3 separate regions of the Mus musculus genome follow, and regions 1 and 3 are each linked to region 2. Evidence: chromatin contacts called from public promoter capture Hi-C data. All regions are on one chromosome and are shown on one strand. The core of a region is the stretch at or near the end of the contact, and the rest is flanking DNA. Distances in the headings are between cores, read along the strand shown. Region 1 has its middle 69 kb from the start of Gm19956. Region 2 holds the start of Prlhr (prolactin releasing hormone receptor). Region 3 has its middle 17 kb from the start of Gm19956.

Region 1 (4,462 bases), core at 895-3,394, 880 kb after region 2:
CCCGCCCACGCCTCCGCCCCACCCCCGCCTCGCCCCGCCCCTTGGAGCCAGTCAGGCTCTGCGGGGTCATGGTGACTCTGAGGGAGCTCTTCGGTGAATTCTGAAAAGCATATAACCTCCTGTGAGCACCCTGGGGTGACACAGATGAGACACCCCTGAGGTGAAGCGAGACACATGGGCTTCTGAAGAAGTTTGAGTTCTTTTCCAAATCCATCTAGTAAAATCATTGCTCCCCTGTCTCACTTGTTGGTTTTTTTTTTAAGGGGGCTGTTAATGAAATGCACAGAAAAGTAAAAACATGTCATGCAAATTAGACACCTTTGGGGATTTTTAAAAACTTGTTTGAAGGGCTAATTAAGAAGCTATTAAAATAATTAATAATAATCTGCTTTTCCCAAATTCCTTTCAGTTGGGAAGTGTAAGTGACTCCATTTTATTCTGCTTTTTAAAGCTCAGAGGTGTCAGGTCACTGGTTTCTGTCTTCTGAGTAGCGGGTCCCTCATTTCCCTGGAAATATTTTTCTAAACTTTTGGTGGTGTCATTTTCCAGGGGAATCCCATTAATGTTCTTCCTGGACGGTGTTTTCCTTCTCTCTGGGCCATTCCCGAAGTAGCAACGTGGTCAACTCGGAGCAGAGTAACTCCGAAAGCGCCCTGGGAGAAAACTGTTCTGAGCTACAGGAAATTAAAAAATTCCTGCAATACCGACCCACTGCTCAAAGTCAGTCTGTGGTGTCCCAGCGCCACTCCACTCTGAAGTCAGTCCAGAAAGAGTTCTGAAGAGTCGTTTCCAGGCTTATAAAGGGTCACATCACGTATTGAAGCCATATTGGCTTCTGTGTTTTGTAAACTTCGAACTCATTACTAAACCCTTGTCTCTTCCACCCCCGGGCCTGACTCCCACCTCCATCAATCTGAGCCTGAAAACACATCATGAGAAATGCTGAAAAGCACTGTACACGTGGCGATGTGATAAAGCACGGATCACTTTGAGCCGGAGTTTTCCAGCGATTTCCAAGATGCACAGGAAGATGAGCCACACTGTCCCCTTTCTAGATCTAGGCTGGTCCCCAACATTTCTAGGAAACAACTAGGATTGTTTCCTCCGTGCTCCTGCTCCCTGTCTTTGGCATAAGCCACAGGCCATGTCTGAATCCAAAAACGCCAAATTCTTCCACCTGTGAAGGCCAGGATGGGGAGCTCTCAGGGTGACATTCTCCCTGATAGGGACTTCATGTGGGCTCTCCAAGTTCCCACGCAAAGATGCTGGCATCTTCCTGGGTTCCCAGGTGAGAGCAGAATGAAGGTGTGGCCCCCTGAAACTGTCACATGATGAGTTACATCATAACAAGTAGAGTAACTGCTAAGGGATCCTGTGTCATTCTCCAAGAGCACGGAGCAACAGAGAGTGGGGTGTCTGGGCAACCTCCCTCTACTGTCACTGGTCTACACTGAGCTCCTCCGGTGCCGGTGCCGGTGCCGGTGCCAGTAGCTTTCATACTTGCAACTCCTTCTCTAGGTGGGTGGTGATGAGCTCCAACATAAAGGGAGAGCGGGTGCTCTGGAGGCAAGGTAGCTTAGGCTTACTGCCCAGCTCTGCCATATCCTACCTGAGTAGTCATAGCAATCGCTTGACCTCTCTGATCTGGATTTCTCTTATGTGAAAGCAGAGTTCGTGCCATCCCCTTTCTGGAGGCCCACTGGAAATGGGCAGAACCTTTAACATATGGTTCTGGTAGCTCAGGCTACACCGTGAGAGGCAGGGAGGTGAACTGAGAGGGCTGCTGGGAATAACTGCAGAGTGGTGCCCCAAACTCTGGATCCAGGGACAGAATAGATCTGTTCTTTATCACCCAGCCCAACACCTCTTAATGAAATGTAAATGAGGGCTCTCACTAGCCTGGCTTTCTCTCAGTGGGGAGAGAAAGTGTGAGTAGAACAGCCAAGGTGGCCTTGGTCTAGGTTGAGGAGAAAGCACCTAGTCTTTCTCCTCTGGGTGTGGCCTGCTGAGGGGATAGGGGCATGCGTCTCTTTAAAGAGGAGTGCAGCCCTGTTTAGGAACTCACATCCCTCTGAGCATCCTGCAAGACAATGAAATTCCTCAGGGCTGAAATTCCTGGAGATGCAAGAAGAGACACATTCCGAGCTTTGGAATCTGGAGGGCCGGACTCCTTCCTGTCTCCCTTGAGCAAAGAGGTGAAGCTTGTGGAAGGCAGCTGTCCTGACCAGGAAGTTGTCTCTGGGGCCTGCCAGCACAGGCATATTAAGTCCTAGAAGCCAGCTGGCTCTGACCTTCTAACCCCAGGGCTTGAGCGGCAGAATCACAATTTTCCCTCCATCAGACAGAGCTTCCTGTATGTTTACATGAGGCCAAGCTTCTGAAGTCACTACTGAGCCAGATCACCATGGCTCAGTCATCCCCGGGACCAGAGTGAGCTTCCTCAGAGACATTTCAGAAAGGCCCAAATGAAAGCTTATAAGTTGTACCCAGGTGGGGTAAAGCAAGTGTGTAGCAGTCTCCAGCTCAGAGGAGCACAAGGGAGGGTCTGATGTAGAAACCAGGGAGAAAATCTTGGGGAAAAGCCCCCTGGAGTTGATCAAGTCAGCCAATCAATTAATTATGTAGTTCATAGTCAAAGTCTGCCTTCCATTCAACTCAGTCAATCAGCGAGCAGCGCTGAGGACCCATCGTTCATCAAACAAAATATGAGATGGTCTGTCAACTAAAAGTGGTCCTGGTGTGAATGGTGATACGGGCCCCAAGATAAAAAAACATAAATGTTGACATAGAGACACAGGGCAAGAGAACATGGGTTGTACTGGGTGGAACAGGTGCCTACCCAGGCTTCTCACAGGCAGAACACAACTTGGATAAGAAGAATGGCAGGTGCCTAGGACACAAGCAGAGCCCTAAAGATGTGAAAGAATGTGGCCTCATGGGAAATCGTCACAAGGGATTCGATTTGGGGCCTATGCAGTCAGAGAAAGAGCTCAACACCAGATTCAGGTGACCCAGTGTGACAAAGGTTCTTGCTGATAGAAGGGATTACCTGCTGGCCTCTAAATGACCTGGGTGGCCTGGGGCATGTGTCTACCGACCCCCTACTTTCTTTAGCTTGAAAACCTGGGAGAATCGCCTGTGCTTTCACCTTTTCCTTCTCGTCCCAGCCTTGAGTCCCCTGGAATTGATCCTCCGAGACTTCACAATGCACCAGGCAGACTTCCTGTAGCCCCTCTGGGCTGGCTGCCCATCTGAGCTTATTGTGAGGATGATGAGCAAAGAGTCAGGTCCTTTCTGAGCCTCTCAAAGCTGTGATGCATGTCCTGGGAACTCAGGGGCATAGTCATGGCAGATGCGGCCCAAGATGCTAGCTCAGTCCACAGTACCGACAGAGCTCTGCTCAGACATCAGGGAGAGAGGAGAGAGGGTAGAACACAGGCCTTCATACTTCTCTGCCTGGGCTCACCTTTCTCTCCACTCCGACCTTGATGCCAGTCCCTTCTCCACATCACACCCAGCTGAGGCCCAATCCAACAATCCTCCGAGAGCAATCCGTGAAGTATGCACTTTGCTCTCACACCTCTGATCTGCTGTGGCCAGGAGATGACAAGGAGGGACTCCAGGGAGTTGTTCCCACCTAATACATCTGTGTGTGCTGATGGAGGCCAGGCAACCCACATTTGCAGCTCAGCTCCTGGCCCTCAAGGCCTCTAGGCTCCCTGGGCATCTCTGCTGGGTCTGAATCCTAGGCACAGGGAAATCTCTTCCTTCCAGCAAGGCCAACACAATGAAGAGGCTTTCCACCACAGCTGGAAGACAACTTCTGTAGACAGACTAACACCTGTTTTTCTCACTTCCCAGCCAAGAAGAAAAATAAGTGGGTTTTGTCCAGCCTGAAGATCTAACAGAACTTTCAGCTGCTGAGTTCTAAAATGCTGCCAGGAAACCTAGTAAGGTGACACACACTTTTAATATGGAGGGAGAGGCAGGGAAATTAGAGGTTCAAATCTGATAAATACTGAATTTGAGACCAGCCTGAAATAATGATAAATGATAGATACATAGGTGATAGATAGATAGATGCACAGTTAGATAGATGATTAATAGATGATAGACTGATAGATTAATAGATGGTAGATACACTGATATATAAATGATAGATACATAATACATGAATATATACATAGGTGATGATAGATGTGAATGCATGATAAATGGTGATGATGATGATAGATACAAACATACATGAAAGATAAATGATAATACATGCATACATACCTACATGGATGATAGATAAATGACACATACATACACACATAATAGATGATAGATAAATAGATACATAGATACACAGATCATAGATGGCCCCTGGGTGCCCATGGACTCCTCAATCTGTGTGCAATACACATCCTCCTCAGCCTACTCCTTGTATCCACACCTAATTTGGGACAGGCAAGCCCCT
Region 2 (4,572 bases), core at 1,205-3,704:
TATGCTGTCTTTTCAGTCTGGGCAGGTTCACCTGTTATTCAGGCATGGACACTAAAATTCAGCAGTTGGGGTCTGGGGAGGTTGCTGAGGTGATTGATACACAAGTATGAGGACCTGTGTTCAATCCCTAGGCTCCTGTAAAAAGCCTGTCATGGTAGTGTGCACTTGTAACCTCAGATGGAGACAGGCAGATCCTTTGAGGCCCAATGACTGGTCTATCTAGGCTAATTAGTGATCCCTAGATCCCTGTGAGAGTACTAGTATCAAAACAACAATAACAACAGCTTTTGAAGAATGATACCAGAGGTCCACATGTACACACACACACACACACACACACACACACGCACACACGCACGCACGCACAGAGACACACAGACACACACATACACAGAGACATATGCCCACACACATAATACAGATACACATATGCACACACATGCATACAAACATACACACACACTTACCACACAGACACACACTGACACACACACAGATACACACACAGAGACACATGCCCACACACATGTATACACACATACACAGACATACACATGCACATATATGCATACACACACACTCACCACACACACAGAGACACATGCCCACACACATGCATACACACAAACACAGACATACACATGCACACACACACACATACACACACACACACACACACACACACACACACACACACACACATACACACACATACACACAGAGGTTTTCTCTGAAGTAAGGCAGATCTGGATAGAAATCCCAGCCACGTTACTTATTAGCTTTGCCAGTGTTTATAGTCCTTTACCAGATTTATTTGGCAAGTGGTAAATTACCTTCTCTGGAAAGTGCCCCAGTACACACGTGAACTACTTACCACTCTGACTTTCATACTGGTTTCTGCTACATGTATTATCGCTCAGAGAGTGTGGGTGTAGAGTGGAAATAGCACAATAATGGGTAGCTTTTGTGCTATAACTGACTTTTCTTCTTGTGTGAGTGACTCACTGGAATTTCAAGAGTGGAATGACTTGTTAAAGCTTTCTAGTAGAACTGAGATATCTGAAGCCCCAGAGGCTAAAGTAGGGCTTACCAGAGAGGACTAGACATTGAAACTCAGCCTCCTTCAGAAGCCCTGGCTTCTGAACAGGGTGGTTACAAAGCCCCTTTCCTGACAGACCTCTCACTGTGCAGCTTAACTTATATTTCAGTGACAACTTCATGCTACTAAAGATCTTATGAAACTTAACCTTTTCAAATGTCACCTTTGTTATTCTTTCTGAAACCCTGCAACCGCTAGTACGTAAAAAAGAAAAAAATATCTAAACCGACATAGGAAGGGCTTTTATTCTAGGAGGACAAGAAAGTCAGGAACTCAACAATCTCTGCTAGGACAGGTGGCGCCTTGGGTTGCTGTAGCGACAAAGAGAAATGAGCAAAGAGTGGCAGGGTTCAGATATTGGGGTGAATTTATAGAGCACAAACTGGCCTGATGGCTGCGTTTTTCTGAGCTAGGGAGGTAAATGATGGCACGGTCCCTGGTGATGATCCATATCGGAGCCAAAGTCACCCTTCAATCTCCATCCTGCACTTCTTTTTTTTTTTTTGCTCCAGGGAGCAAGCCTCAGATCCACAGAGCTGCAGTAATTTCGATTGTCGCGAGCCCCCTTGCGCCGTACCCACACAGCACTGGGGAGCTGCCCGTGGTGCTGATTTTTTCCCTTTGAGAGGAAACTCTGGCCACCACACCTGCAAAAGGCTCAAAGGATACACTGGAGTGCTAGAGCCCTAAAATCCCTGACCAGCGACAGGTGCAGCATAACAAAGCTCTGCTAGACCCCAAACTCTAGCGACTCTGTCAGCTGCAGTTGGAGCTCTGCAGGATCTGGAGCTGTCCTGTGAGGACTTCCCTTCACTCCCTAGTTTATCTACATTTCCCTATTTCCAAATCCTCTCAGCCTTTGGAGACTACACCTGGTGGACATCACAAATTGGCGCTTCCCGCACCTCCTCTGTCATCCCCTGGGACACGCCCCTCTGGAACAGCTTCTCCAGGGGCACTGCACACTTCCGAAGTGGAGATCACCCTGGAGCGTGGGGCCCAGGTTCCTGGCCCCACCCCCTTTCTTGCTTATTCCTACTACACATGCTGCTCCTCTTAAGCACAGAGTTGGGCAGTAAGCTCCGCCCCCATCTTCCATTGAAGGGAGAGCTGAAGTCAGGAAGAGGTGGAGGGGAGGAGCTCCCAGACCCCTCACAAGCTGCTGACCCACTGGGAACTACTGAATCCGTTAGTAGAAGAGAGCAACCCGAGCGAGCGTCCATTGTTGGCTGAGGACCCCTGAGGAACAGCAGGCGGTCTGCTCCCGCCTTTGAGAGCCTTTTCCCGCCAGCCAAGCCTGCTCACAGGTAGGGCCAGCTCCCCGGTCTGCCTTCCGGGGACCGCGAGAGCTATCCACGAATAGGAGCTGTTTAAAGAACCTGTGTTAGGCTTATTTTTATAGAACTGGAAGGACAACATTCATTGCGCTTGATGTTCTGGGTCTTGTGTCCAAGAGAGGAGTTGGGTGGTGGGAAAAGGTACACGAGGGAAGATGGAAAGTGACAACTTTGATTACCTTTGAACAGGTAGCCATGACCTCACTGTCCACTGAGACCACTGGAGACCCCGATTTGTCTTCTGGGCTGTTGCCAGCTAGCTCGACTCCAGCCAACCAGAGCGCAGAGGCCTCGGAGGGCAACCTGTCTGCAACGGTTCCCCGAGCTGCAGCAGTCACGCCGTTCCAGAGCCTGCAGCTGGTGCACCAGCTGAAGGGGTTGATCGTGATGCTGTACAGCATCGTGGTGGTCGTGGGTCTGGTGGGCAACTGCCTGCTTGTGCTGGTGATCGCGCGCGTGCGCCGGCTGCACAACGTGACCAACTTCCTCATTGGCAACCTGGCCTTGTCCGACGTGCTCATGTGTGCCGCCTGTGTGCCTCTCACGCTAGCTTATGCCTTTGAACCTCGGGGCTGGGTGTTCGGTGGAGGCCTGTGTCATCTGGTTTTCTTCCTGCAGCCGGTCACCGTCTATGTATCGGTGTTCACACTCACCACAATCGCCTTGGACCGCTATGTGGTTCTGGTGCACCCGCTACGTCGGCGCATTTCACTGAGGCTCAGCGCCTACGCGGTGCTGGGCATCTGGGCTCTATCTGCAGTGCTGGCGCTGCCGGCCGCGGTGCACACCTACCATGTGGAGCTCAAGCCCCACGACGTGAGCCTCTGCGAGGAGTTCTGGGGCTCGCAGGAGCGCCAACGCCAGATCTACGCCTGGGGGCTGCTTCTGGGCACCTATTTGCTCCCCCTGCTGGCCATCCTCCTGTCTTACGTACGGGTGTCAGTGAAGCTGAGGAACCGCGTGGTGCCTGGCAGCGTGACCCAGAGTCAAGCTGACTGGGACCGAGCGCGTCGCCGCCGCACTTTCTGTCTGCTGGTGGTGGTGGTGGTAGTGTTCGCGGTCTGCTGGCTGCCGCTGCACATTTTCAACCTATTGCGAGACCTGGACCCGCGTGCCATCGACCCCTACGCCTTCGGGCTGGTGCAGCTACTCTGCCACTGGCTTGCTATGAGCTCCGCCTGCTACAACCCCTTCATCTATGCATGGCTGCACGACAGCTTTCGAGAGGAGCTGCGCAAGATGCTGCTGTCCTGGCCCCGCAAGATTGTGCCTCATGGCCAGAACATGACTGTCAGCGTGGTCATCTGATGTCGCTCTGCCAGGTCCGAGCTGGGGAAATTCATATCCCTTAGCCCCAGAGGTCGTCGTGAGATCTTATTCCCAGCACCAAAGTTAAGCCAACACATGCGAATTCCCACCCAGCCCTTTTGATTTGTCTGGTTTTTGTGTTTCTGTGAAATGTTAGGTGGGCTTTGGAGCAGAAGAGCCTGGGGAGAGAGAGAGAAGCAGATTTATCAGGTCTACCCCTGAAAGCAAAACAGCTATTTTTCTGGGTTCAGAAAAATAAATCAGTAGCAGGTCTTTCTTTCTCTCTTTCTTTCTTTCTTTCTTTCTTTCTTTCTTTCTTTCTTTCTTTCTTTCTTTCTTTCTTTTTTTCTTTGCGTACACTGTGGGTGGAATTTAAATGTGGTGTTGGAGTTGGTGAAGATTTTCACTTTACCTTTTTAAAAGGCCCCAGCTGAGATATAATGACTGTTTTGTCTACCTGAGCCTTGGATTCACTTTGATTTCAGATCATACTATGATCCCAAATCAATATCCAGGTTTTTAACATTTCCTGAGTAAGATCTTTATGTTCCAAAAAGATTTTCATTTTAAAATCATTTGGATTTATAGAACAAATCCAGTTTCAGGTTACATTTCAGGAGGTGTTATTCTTGTCTTCTTTCCAACTCCTCAGCTACCATATTGAAAGGATAAAGGAAGCAGGTCAGTAAGTAGACAGCTCACCTAGCCCTGGGTTCAAGTCTTGCACAACAGGGTGTGCATGTCTGTGAGCCCATGACCCAAGAAATGGAGGAAAAGGGATCAGTTCATGATCATCCTGGGCTACATAGGGAATCTGAGACCAGCCTG
Region 3 (4,192 bases), core at 1,645-4,144, 830 kb after region 2:
CAGACGACAACTAAGGAGCATAATTTTCTCTCATTTCAGTCTAGACCCATATTTTGCCAAATCGTTGTTCTTATTGTACAAATGTACCCCCCCCCACACACACACAGCAAATGTTGGAGAGGAAAAACATAGTCCTTTTACCTGCTGCCTAGCATTGGTGATAAATTATCCAAATGCCACGAAAATTCCTTTAGCTGAATTCAAAATCAGACCAGACTGTCATTCGTCCGCTTGAGATTTGTTCAGGTGTCCAAGGAAATCAGTTTCTCAAATAAAGTTACTTCTAATTTCATTTTCTCCCCTTTCAGAAACGATAGTCATCTGGGGATGACTGATGAGCTTATAAGTCAAGATCTGAAATGTATATAGGAGATTTGATTCTGAAATCGTACCATCACTGTCAAGTGTGGTGTTCAGAGCAGTCAGCAAGGCTGATATTTTAACAGCATGAGAGTAAAGCAAAATGGTATTTTGAGGGTCCCTGGTTTACATGATTGCTAATGAGCTTTTCGTTTGATTTATTTGTTTTGTTTGTTTGTTTGTTTTTGTAACAAAAATGTCACTAGTCAATCAAGTGTGAGTATTCCAAAAAACCCTATTCCTACCAGTGAGAATTAAGAGGGCCACATAGGAAGCAGCAAAAATGCCATTGACCACACAGGAAGATGCAGCACAGAGTGGATTTTATAGTTAAAAACTGCAAATAAATGGCTGGAAAGAAAACCAGGAAAATTAAAACAAGGGATTTCTTATTAATCTGGTAATCTAAAGTTAATTAGTCGTATTAATCTGAAGTTTGGACCCAGTGCAGAGAGTAATTAAAATGGGAACTACAACCCTGTGCAATGAAGCCAGGGAAGGGGTGAGACAGCGCATGTCTGCTGAAGTCAGAATCTTCCAACTTAAAAAGTGCAATTTTATAATCGATATGTTATTATGTTTTAAGGGGTTGATTTTTCTCTACAAAAAAAAGAAAAGAGCAAAGACTACTACTGATGATGAAAGAAACAGAATACCCTTCTCTTTCAAAGAAGAAAATACTTTGCAACTGCAAATGTCTCTTACTTTTAAAAATGAATGTGATTATATTATAATCTCAAAAAAATTAAATGCTTCTTCTAAAAACCAAAGTGATAAATAAAATAAAGTGTAAATTCAAATCACCCAAAAATGTATCTGAAAAAATTTAAATTTTAATCCTTTTAGTGACTTTCTACTTAATTTTCCAGGAGAGACTAGATGTTGGTTTCTGCAGAATGCACATTCCGTGTGGAACAAACTGACCCTACTTGGGGTTTTTAAGACCAGGTTTTTGAACAATCGTGGGGGGGGGGGCAGCTAGTAGCATCGTCAAGCAGGGATAACAGGGTCCCTGATGTAGATTCCTATTCTGATGTCGCCTCCTGGAATATCGGAGACATTTTTAGTTCCAGCTGAAACCACGTATTCCTTCAGAACAAATCAAATGTCTTTAAAGAATATTTCTGTTTGAAAAGGAATTAAGCTCTCCTGAAAGAATTTTAAAGGTTGTGATTTTCACAGTCTGATAAAGCAGCACCTTTAATGAAATTCTAATTAGCAATTTCATGCACTTGCTATTAGTCATATCAGATTAGTGCACATTTTCACAGCCTTCCTTTAATTAAGTGCACTTATTCCGAGTTTCAAACACTTTCCTTATAAGATGAAAACTGTGCTGAAATGTTATTTAGTAAACAGAGGAAGTGTGAACGTGTAGGTGTGCATGTGTACAGGGGCGGACATTTTAACTGCCTACAGCTTTTTATATTGAGAGTTTGGTGGGGTGGTTTCCATGCCCTGTTCCCTGGTCATCTCAATGTCGCCTTGTATTTCAAGGGAACTGTTTGTGCCTTCATCCCAAGTACACGCAAGGAGTTTGTTTGTCTGTTTGTTTTGAGTTTTGCTTTAAATCTTTCCTTTTTCTATGTGTGTTTTGTTGTGGTCGTTACTTAAAATATTTTTGCCATGTGGGTTTTATTGCTGGGCAAGAAGCTGAAAGCAACTGTCTCCTCAGAAAAGCAATGAGTGATCTTCTCTACTCATGTAATAACCCTAACCTTACCACCTCTTTCTTGCAAGCACCTTCTTCCCTTTAAAAAGCAGCCATTAGATCCATCACACCTCCTCTATTTATGAAAGTGCAAGGAGCAGCCAGACATCGTTATGAGAAGGGTCCCTGCTATATCTGGACTTCACTTTTCCATCATTTCCAGGCAAGGCAGAGCACGGTCTGCAAGCTCCAGAATCTTCTTGGCTCACCCTGACCTCCCAGCCCTCTGAAGGCCTTCTCCTAATCAGGGAGATTGTATTGTCTGGGAATCAGTCCCTTCTTATCTTTAGCCCTTTGTCAAATGAAAATTGTGTTACCTGTTTTGCTTAGAGGTTTGAAACTTGTAATATATTAACTAATAGCTTCACATCTCAAGCATATGTAGTCTTGTTGGTGTCCTTCATTTATACTGTAACATTTTTGACATTTTTAGATAGTCTCTTGGGAACCCCCGGAGCCTCTTACCAGGGCCCTCCATGAAGTATGTTTGCCTAATGGTTACTGACTGACATCTTAATAACGTGCGAGGCACAGCTCCGGTGCATCGGTTGAAGAATATGTGCGTATGTGTGCATGCACTCGTGTGTGCACGCCTTTTAATTCATGGTCCATTTTGTCATGTGTGAGCCATAATTTAAGCTAATAATTACCAGACATGAATTCAATGAAACATTGGTGTCTACACTAAAAAAAAAAAAAAAAAAAAAAAAGTCTTGAATTTTAATGCATTCGGAAAAAACGTTTGCCTAGGGCCAGCCTGGGTCCAGCACGCATATGGAAGCACTTTAAAAGTGATAAATGGTTTGGAATCTACCCTGTCTACTGGTGTGCTACTCAGGAAAGAAAATTAGAGCTAACAGGTGTTAGATAGGGAATGCTGGGGCATTTTAATAGAATTGTCAAAATGTTGGTACCAGATGTTGACATTAATGCACGAAGCTCGGAACTGTAATGCTGAGCTGCCATTTAAATGATTATTTGTTTAAATTTCAAGTTCCCGGCAGGAAGCCCTCACTTTGGTCAGCACCTTTCCCTCCACTCCATCCCTCTGCTCTTTCCCCTACGATTTGCATCAAAGTGTAGTGGCTGTTCGGCTCCCATATGCATGCTTTAAATAATCCATGCCTGTCAAATTTCATTTTTTCTTTTCAGATCATACTCATGCCATTCCTGTCCTAGGCCGCCTTGAAGTCGACCTCGATGTATCCGTATATGAGGGGGAAAAATGATTTAAATACTGCCAGTTACAGGATAATTAATCTTTGAACTACTCGGTAACTTCAAATGTATATCCCAAGTAATCTGCATGAACTTGTAATTACTGTGTATTTATACGATATTTTCCATGTAATCACCAAGTTGTTACATGGTGATGTGAGCCTTGTAAATTACAGTGATAGCAGAAACTAATCTCACCCATGCCACTGCAGAAAGCTCGTGAAGGAACTGCCCGTCGACTGCAGTCAGCTTGTGGAAGGCTCCAGAAAAAAAAAAAAAAATTCGTGCTCTGCAGGGCTCCGGGAGCCTGCAGTATCAGCCAGCTTTAAGCATCTCCAAAGACTGAAAGACTAGAGACAGCAGAAAGGGTGACATTTTTTCATCCAGTGTGTGCAAGAAGGCTGGGATTGGCTTGGACCATGTAACGCTGCTGGAGTTGAAAGGCAATGGTGGGTCGGGATGGGGATGGGGGTGGGGGTATCTAAGCAAAAGCCACCATCCGGTCCTTGCTCAGCATTCTCTGGATACTCAGGGAAGGTCCTGAAATAAATTCCTATATGAGTTTCAAAAGCAGACCCTGAGGCAGCTTTTCTTTGTCATCTTTTAAAACCCAATTAAAACCAAAGCAAATCCGTCAGCTTTTCCACACCAAGGCATCACGTCTCAGCTCTCCAAGAACTTCTTTCCTAAAGGGTTTGTGTGTGTGTGTGTGTGTGTGTGTGTGTGTGTGTGTGTGTGTGTGTGTGTGTACATGTGCATGTGCACACATGCAGATGCTTGAGCTGTCATAATGTCACCCAAGCTCACATTGGACCATTTATTTGCAAAGCCATTATCCACACAGGGAGGACGTGGGCTCTTGCCTTTGTACTCAGGGAGACCACTAGGCTGTTTCTCTTTGGA

What was found. Promoter capture Hi-C pulls out the DNA fragments that hold promoters and counts their contacts.
Region 1: a promoter capture Hi-C map of embryonic stem cells shows a contact between it and region 2, with 3 times the contacts expected there. The contact joins the enhancer-like site here to the promoter of Prlhr in region 2. A contact is called at or near these places in 3 of 39 promoter capture datasets (embryonic stem cells and hippocampal neurons) and 2 of 115 datasets of contacts at active chromatin or transcription factors (astrocytes and embryonic stem cells).
Region 3: a promoter capture Hi-C map of second pharyngeal arch cranial neural crest shows a contact between it and region 2, with 4 times the contacts expected there. The contact joins the enhancer-like site here to the promoter of Prlhr in region 2. A contact is called at or near these places in 6 of 39 promoter capture datasets (embryonic stem cells, hippocampal neurons, liver and 3 more) and 1 of 115 datasets of contacts at active chromatin or transcription factors (astrocytes).

What each region holds. Positions count from the first base shown.
Region 1 is chr19:59,583,728-59,588,189 of GRCm38.p6, reverse strand. No RefSeq gene overlaps it. Among named protein-coding and RNA genes, the nearest start is that of Gm19956, 69 kb to the left of the region's middle. Within about 2 kb of position 2,144, at least 22 of the 459 cell types and tissues checked have an H3K27ac peak or open chromatin away from gene starts, as enhancers often do. A contact at or near this core is called in embryonic stem cells, where this site is marked.
Region 2 is chr19:60,466,186-60,470,757 of GRCm38.p6, reverse strand. It overlaps Prlhr (prolactin releasing hormone receptor), which reads left to right and starts at 2,454. Exons shown (of 1, transcript NM_201615.2): 1 at 2,454-4,025. The coding sequence starts at 2,632. The coding sequence ends at 3,744.
Region 3 is chr19:59,635,258-59,639,449 of GRCm38.p6, reverse strand. No RefSeq gene overlaps it. Among named protein-coding and RNA genes, the nearest start is that of Gm19956, 17 kb to the left of the region's middle. Within about 2 kb of position 2,894, at least 3 of the 459 cell types and tissues checked have an H3K27ac peak or open chromatin away from gene starts, as enhancers often do. A contact at or near this core is called in second pharyngeal arch cranial neural crest, where this site is marked.